Regions from separate parts of the Mus musculus genome. Here region 2 is linked to region 1. Evidence: chromatin contacts called from public HiChIP or PLAC-seq data. All regions are on one chromosome and are shown on one strand. The core of a region is the stretch at or near the end of the contact, and the rest is flanking DNA. Distances in the headings are between cores, read along the strand shown.

Region 1 (4,092 bases), core at 1,051-3,550:
AAATCTTCCTCTATTTACTTGCAGTTACAAAGAGGTTTTTTTTTCCCCCCTCAATGTGTAAAGGATTAAAAGAGGAAAGAGTAGTTTTATTCCTATCAGATAATAATATAAAACATGGAGAAAGAAAATCTCTTAAAGATTAAAATTCTTTAACTGACACAGAGAATACTTGATATTGTCAGTTGATGTAACATTAAATACTGTAACTCACCACTGAAATGCTGACATACCATGAAATTTGAATTGGAGTCTGTTCTTCATCAACAGGTTCTTCGTCTGAAGAATCAAACTCACTTGCTTGTATTGAAATGGGCTTCAAAAGAAATGCTATATTAAATTACTAAAAGGAACATTTGCATATAATTTCCACATAGCTGATCCATGATTAAACACCCACTGAATTAATATTTGCAGTTTTCTCAGTCATTAATCTGGGCTATCAGATCAGCAATATCAATAGTGAACTATTACTGCTGACTATTTGATTAATCACAGTACTACTGTACATTGGGTAGAACTGGGCTTAGACCAAAAGACTATCTGGCTCCTGGAACTGGTCCTTGGATAATATCAGACAAGGCACCTAAGTTTATCCTCTATCAGCTTTCCTCAATTCTGAAGTACCATTTGCCCATTCCATCTCAGACATTCCTTAGACCCTCTGATGTTTGTGCTCTGAAGACCTGAAGACCCTGTGATATGCTGTCTACCTTCAACACAGCTAGAGAGACAGCGGTGTGCAAGGTTACAGGATGGCAAAGGTGTTAAACTAGCAGAAACCATGTGCTGTAGAGTGGAAGGAATGACTGAGCATTTAGGGAACAGGGAAGGGTTTCTTAGAGACCATTGAGCTAAGCTCTGAAGGAAGAACCTGCAGGTTTGTAGGTAGACTAGGAAGTTAAAGCAGTCAGTGTGAAAATTCAAGAGCTAAGGCAGGTATGATGGTGCAAAGCTTTGATGTCAGCATTGGGGAGACTGAGGCACAAGTTCTAGAGCAGTGGTATACATGGCCAGGCTGGCTCAAAAGAAAACACAATATGGGTGGAAGGGTGGAGGATTGTGTATTCAGTAGAGATGACCCAGAAGAGACAAAGCCAGTGGACACTGCTCATCCCCTTTCTAAAACAAAAACAAAAACAAACAAACAAACAAACAAAAAACCCTTTCCACTCCCTAATTGGAACCATCTGAGATCAGACATTTGAACAACACGTGTATACAAAAATATTAGTTTTAAAGAATGTCAAAAGGAGAAAGTAGACTGCGGCTGTGTGATTCCCACATCCATCCAGATCTACCCCTTCCCAGGCAGCAGTGGACTACAGAGGACTCACTTGTGCTTGCCAGAGGAGGTAGATCTCAAGAGAGGAGGAAATAGCGAGCTCTACGTGTGTTCAGTTCCTCTATACCAGAGGTCAGATAGCTCACTCTTCCTCTGGCAACAATGCAGTCGGTAGGCAGCTGACACAGTGGACACAAGACTTGCAAGAGTAACCACCTGACTGCTTGGCTTTCAAGCTCTTCTAGAAAGGTCTTGCTGGAGGAACAGGTGATAACTGGCTGAAATTATAGATTGCGGTTTCTTTGGATTGCTCTTTGGTATAAAACACAACGGAACCCAAATGAAGCCTTTAAGTGGAGTGTCAGCTATGAGGTAGAAACGATATGTCAGGTGGGGCTTCCAAGTCATGGCTAAGACCCCTTTTCTTTCTCCTATAAAACCAGATTTTAAGCTTGTGTGACTTTTCACTCCACCCCTCTCAGCCTGCTGTGGATAAATGCTAACAGGCTTAGACGTCCCTGCCTTCCTCAGGCCCAGGGATTCTGACCTGCAGGAAACAAGACGCAGTGCCCTGAGCTTTCTGAGGGAGGGTGGCTATCGTGATGTCACTCACAAACGGGGTCGTTACAGCCTCTGCATCTGAGGCATCAAGCCACCCACAACCCCGGCCGTGACAGCCTCTGCATCTGAGCTGTCAAGCTGAATGGCTTGGCCCTCTCTGGCAGGGTCGTCGTGAGGCCCCTCAGGTGGGCAGCGAACCGCAGTGCCACAGATCTGCCACTCAGCCTCCCCGACGCGCAGGGCGGTTACTGTGCGAATCGCACCGCTGGCCGCCCAGCAACGCAGCCGAGGCGGTCCAGCGTCTGGCCCCGTGGCGAGGATCCTTCGGGTCCCGGACAGCCCCACTCACCGGCTTCATCGCGGGTCGCCACTCGCCGTAACCAGTGCCGCCGCCCTCGCAGCCTTTAGGACACCGCCCGCGAAGAGCCCGCCCCCGTCAGTCCATTGGTCCGCCCACGTAGGAGGTGGCGCGGGGCGTTCCAGAAACCAATCATATCCTCGCTCTGTTTCTTACTCCGGGGCCTTGCTCAGCCTCTGACTACTCATTGGTTCAGAGGAAGTCTTTGAAAGACGCGCGGAAGGAGGGCCCGGAAGAAAGGGGATTGGCTTGGAGGGCTCCGCCCCTCCGCCAGTTGAGGGCGTGGACGTGGCGAGAGGCGGAGCGAGGCGAAGTGGTTCCTCACAAGTCCAGCGCTTTGGAGACTTTCTGGACTTAATTTCTGAATGATACCAGGATAGGGAGCATTTTCTTTTAAATTGTTTTAACTTTCAGGGCGTGGTAATTGGTGGAGGAGAGCCTTGCATAGGAGGTGTCCCTGGGAAAACTGACATTGCTGTCATATCTAGTCATGTAGATACTTTGGAGAATACTAAATAAAGAGCATAGGCATACTTGACATTGGATGTTCTGTATGTTCTGGATGTTCCAGGATGTACATAAGTTAATGTGTAGATCAGTCTTCCTGTTCACCAAGTAGGAATGTGCTAATATTGTATGAAAAGGAGATAAAATGATATGGGGGTTGGGGGTGGGGTCGACCTTGTCAGGCTTAATCAGCGCCAATATAAGACTGTTCTGAGCCTGCTACATGGGCGCAAGGAACTGAACTAGGGTCCTCTCTGAGAGGACACGCTCTTTATTGGTGAATCTTCTCTCCATTAACTCCCCTGCCCCCCCCCCCCCACCTTCCATTTTCAGTCTTCATTTAGCTGGCTTTGGGAAAGAAAGTCACCTGGAGCAATAGTATCATGGAATTTGAGAAAAGCAGAAGTTTCCTCTTTTACCCTTATGTCAAAGTCAGTGGGCACAGGGCTAGTAGTTAGGGAAAGAAGACAGCACGATTTGACTTAGAAATAGCATTAGTCACGATCCTTCGGAGAAATAGAAGTTGTGTGTGTGTGTGTGTGTGTGTGTGTGTGTGTGTGTGTGTGTGTGTAAAAGAAATGACTTCGGAATGCTGGTGAGTTCAAAATCTAGTGAGAGGTTAGTGGCTGTTGACTCAGAAGATCAGATCAAAGTTCAAGTTCAAAGGCAGAGTGTTGTGGGGGCCAGGAAGAGTCTGTGCTGTAAATTAACTGTGAAAACCATAAGCTAAAGAATCCTCCTTGTGTTAAGAGAATCTTAGCTTTTGTAATATCCAGGCTTCCAACTTGGAAGACAATCTGCTTTACCCAAAGTCTACCAACTTAAATGTAAATTACATCCCCTAATATTCACAATAGTGTTTTTCTAAATATCTGAGCACCTGGCTTAGCCAGGTCAATGCATGTCTTAGTTAGGGTTTCTCTTGCTGCAACGAAACACCATGACCAAAAAGCAAGTGGGGGAAGAAAGGGTTAATTTAGCTTACACTTGCACATTGCTGTTCATTATTGAAGGAAGTCAAGATAGGAATTCACACAGGGCAGGAACTTGGAAGCAGGAGCTGATGCAGAGGCCATGGAGGAGGGCTGCTTACTGGCTTCCTTCCCCTGGCTTGCTCAGCCTGTTTTCTTATAGCAGGCAGGACCACCAGCCCAGGGATGGCACCACCCACCATGAGCTGGGCTCTCCTCCATTGATCACTACTTGAGAAAATGCCTCATAGCAGATATCCTCAACTGAGACTCCTTCCTCTCTGATGACTCTAACTTGTGTCAAGCTGACACATAAAGCAGGCTAGTACAGTGCACAAAATAACATGGAGACCCTCTGGGATTTTCTGTAGTCAGTGAACAATTTTAGACTCATGCTGTCCATATTGGTTGCT
Region 2 (4,092 bases), core at 1,151-3,650, 2.3 Mb before region 1:
AAGATGTTGGTTTTAATAGTGAGGGCTACAGTTAGTGGTGACTGGTGAGCTGTCCCACACGGGTTCTGGGAATAGGACATGTTCTCAATTACTGAGCATCTCTTCAGCCCTGCATGGCTTCTTCAGAGAACTTACTTTTTCAATTAACAAAAAGTCTCACTTCTATTACAATGTTAAGATACAAATACATGCACATAAAACCAGAACACTGGCACAAAAAAGAAAGTAATAGAACAGAGGCAGACCAATGTTTATATGAAGAAATATAGCAAACATCAATAGTGAGTCAATAAAAGACAGAGAGTTTACATAACGATGTTAGGAAAACTCAAGTCATATAAAGAAGAAGTGAAATTCCTACTTAACACCATATTCAAAGATGTACTCCTAGTGGACTTAAATATAACAGATAAAATTATACAGAATGGATAAAATGGTATCTTTGGAAAGGGTAATTCACAGAAAAGGTATTTCAAGAGTCTAATGAATATTGTTACAGAAAGGTATACAAATAGAAATTAGTTCTCCTTTACTGGTAAAATTAAAATAAGAGTCAGGGAAATACAGAAATTCATCGATTTCTTTTTTTTTAAGTGTTTATTTATTTTATGTATATGAGTACACTATAGTTGTCTTCTGACACACCAGAAGAGGGCATCAGATCACATTACAGATGGTTTTGAGCCACCACGTGGTTGCTGAGAACTGAACTCAGGACCTCTGGAAGAGCAGTCAGTGCTCTTAACTGCTGAGCCATTTCTCCAGCCCAATTCACTGATTTCTAATGACTCTGTTTGCATTCAGGGAAGCTATTTGTCAGTATTTTGTTAAATCAGTACAGACATGTTCTAAGGCCCTGTTTGAGGATGTTTACTAGATAGCACTGTTCTGAAAGGTAGAGGCAGCTTGGACCCTATCATTAAGGAATGTAAATAAAGAAAACCATAGATTCATACAGTTCAAGTATCTAGAGCTGCATTATCCAGTATGGTAGACACCAGGTACATGTGTTACTGAAATGTAAGCAAAACTAACAACTAATGGGGGTCATGGTTGTTGCATTCCTTTAATTCTAGTATTTGGAAACCAGAAGCAGGAGGGTATCTATGAGTTTGTGGCTAGCTTGGTCTACACAGTGAATTCTGGGTAAGCCAGTGGTACACAGTGAGGCTCTGTCTCAAAACCACAGCAACAAAAACCTAATAACTGAGTTCCTCAGTTACACCATTCAAATGCTTTCTGGTTTACATTCGAAGAGATTTAAAATTGGTCACCTTTCTACCATACATTGCTGCTTTCCAAGAACACACATCTACTCATTAACACAGAGGCTTCTTAGAAATAATGCCAAGAGACAGGTAACAACTTCAAGAACTGACAGATGGGATCTCCTGAAATCAAAACAGTTCTGCAAAGCAAATAAAACTACAAGCAAAGTGGCGAGACAGCCTATAGACTGGGGGGAACTTAGCCAGCTATACTTTATATCGGGGTTAATATCTAATATAAAGAACTGCAGAGTCCTCTCCATAGAATTATCTTGGTAAGATATGGCAAATTCTAAAGGTGGGACCAAACCACTTATGCCACCTGGATAAAAAGGTGACTGTAATTTAATTTTTCACACTTCTATTTTGCTCACCCACTAGAAGCTGCAAACTATAACGTTCTTTAAGCAATCATTTTTGTACCAAACTTAAACAGATGGAATTAATTTTAAAGATACATTAGTATAGCCGGGTGTCGTGGCCCACACCTGTAATCCCAGCACTCTGGAGGTATCTGTAAATTCAAGGCCAGCCTGGTCTACGTATCAAGTTCTAGGACAGCCAGGTATACATGAATCCTGTCTCAAATATATAAATAAATAAAGATACAATAGCAGTAATACTAGAAAACATGTAGCATCATGTAACAAGCAACTCATTCCTTACAACAAAGTGAGATAAACGTAGAAAGCCTAAATTGCCCAAGGGCACCCTGCTAGCTGCTCCTGGGACAGCTGAGACTCAGCGCACCACAAAAACTCCTGCTTAGATTCATCCTTGGACCCATCATGCCTGAGGATCCAGACTTGCAATTACCTGGAGAATCTGACGGTGCCTCCAAGTGGAGTTCCTGGTTCGTGACGTATGAGCCACACTGCCCGCAGGGCCATGGTTAAGCCTCCCAAGTATCAGAGCGATGTAGAAACTAAGGTCGCCATCCAGCCAAAGTAGACCCCGCCTTCTAGATGGGCTGTACCAGGCAACGTCCGGGTTCTCCCTGAGCCGCAAGAGCTCACTGGAGATGCTCGCTCTTCCGGGTGAGGTGACTCAAGTCTCCCGGTCCCTTCAAGAGATTAAAACACTCCTCAGAAGGTCTTAAGAACCTACACCCGGAATCTCAAGGGACTGGAATACTCTTCTCGCCCACTTCCGGGACGGCGGCCCGCGAGGCTCAAGACGCGTCACCCTGTCGCAAACGAGCGCCTCCGCGGCCCGCTCGCCGCTCGCTCCTTTCGCCCGCCCCGCGAAGTCGGCCGGGCGCGCGCAGCCCCACTTCCGGCGTGCGAGGCGGTGACAATGGGAGCGGCGCGGGCGGCGCCGGGAGGCAGCTGACAGGCGTCTGCGGCTCCGCTTCATGGCTGCTCTCCCTCTCTGCCTTCGCTGTGTGAGGACCGGGGCAGCCAGCAGCGGTGCGCAGCCCGGGCCGGAGGCGGTAGGCCGAGCTGGGACTGGTGAGCGGCGCCGCTGAGGCGCAGCATGTGAAGCGGAGACGGCCTCGAGCGCGGGGCGAGCCTCTCAGCCGGCCGGCATGGCCACGACGGCCGAGCTCTTCGAGGTGGGTCCCGGGGCTCGGCGGGCGGCGGCGGCGGCGGCGGGGGAGGGGCGGGTGGCGGCGGGACGCTGGGCCGGCTCGGGTGGCAGGGCGGCCAGACGTCCCGGAGACCGGACGGGCAGTGGGCAGGGCTGACTCCGGAGCCCAGGGCCGGCGAGCCGGGTCTTGCTGTGCGGATCCTCGCGACGGTGCTACAGGGGGCATCTGAATGGAGACTCTGGGGGGCTCCTCGGTGCCGAGGTTCCGACAAGCTCAGAAGCGGCCCTGGGGTGCCTGCCGTCTTACCTTACAGTCGAAAAGGCTGGGAGGATTCTTTTAAGGACAATAAAGGCCTACTTAGCCTCAGCACGGAAGGGAAGCGACACATCTTACTGCATTTAATTGCTGTGGAACCCTCCGACTGCTAGTTAAAGGATCCTTGGGCTGTGAGAAGCTGTGGGAGCGTTCAGGTGCATTTTCTTGAGTGTTTCAATATTTAAACTTGACAGTTGGATTTTGTGGCGTGTCAGTGTCAGAAGCGGTGAGGTTTGAGATAATGGAATGGGGTTACAAGACAATGAAACAGTATCTTCTTGTGTGGAAAAAAATAGAAGTAGTCATATGAAGAAAAATGAGGAATACACCTTCTCCCCCGCTGGGGCGTGATTACTCCATAGCAGCAGAAGTGTAAGTTGTAGAGAACACTGCAGTTCACAGTTAAGAATGTCACCATAGGTGAAAATTGTATCCATTGAGCATCAGCGTGTTCTGTGGCGTGAATTTTAAATGCCATTGTTTCCATTAAAAAAAAAATCTAACTTTTCAGTTACTTTTTTTTGTTACTGAACGTTGACTTGCAGTCATTCCTAGCATAGATACTGCATTTGTTTAGAGAAATAGCATGCCTAAATTGTAAGTTGTAATGAAAGTGATTTGAGTAAAAGTTATAATTACACCTAGGAAAAATTTATTGCTGTTCCTCAGATGTAAATGTCTGGAGATATTATAACATTTGCTTCACCAGTCATAAAATTCTGCTCATTTACTGTGTATCCTTGGTCAAGATACTAGGTAATTCTGTAATTACTTGTTTCAATTTTTATATCTTACAGGCTTTGGGATCTTTAAATAATACTTTCATGACGAGCTACTTATTAACAGAAAAACAGTATATTATCCTACTGTTATAGTGAATTCTCTTTAACATCCACAATTTCCTCTTGGATGGAAAATTATATTTTCTTCTTTAGACGTATACCAAGATGTCTTCAGTAACTTATTCGAAAATGTGTT

The links. HiChIP or PLAC-seq counts read pairs in DNA pulled down with a chosen protein or histone mark.
Region 2: a contact with region 1 is called in an H3K27ac HiChIP or PLAC-seq map of extraembryonic endoderm stem cells, with 16 times the contacts expected there. The contact joins the promoter of Ap5m1 here to the promoter of Cdkn3 in region 1. A contact is called at or near these places in 3 of 39 promoter capture datasets (the C10 cell line, liver and pre-B cells), 1 of 484 Hi-C or Micro-C datasets (B cells), 1 of 115 datasets of contacts at active chromatin or transcription factors (extraembryonic endoderm stem cells) and 2 of 9 other capture datasets (adipose tissue and liver).

What each region holds. Positions count from the first base shown.
Region 1 is chr14:46,758,749-46,762,840 of GRCm38.p6, reverse strand. Cdkn3 (cyclin-dependent kinase inhibitor 3) reads right to left here and starts at 2,300. Exons shown (of 8, transcript NM_001360041.1): 1 at 2,193-2,300; 2 at 231-313. The coding sequence starts at 2,201.
Region 2 is chr14:49,064,857-49,068,948 of GRCm38.p6, reverse strand. Ap5m1 (adaptor-related protein complex 5, mu 1 subunit) reads right to left here and starts at 2,400. Exons shown (of 8, transcript NM_144535.5): 1 at 2,085-2,400. The coding sequence starts at 2,158. It overlaps Exoc5 (exocyst complex component 5), which reads left to right and starts at 2,282. Exons shown (of 18, transcript NM_207214.3): 1 at 2,282-2,823. The coding sequence starts at 2,797.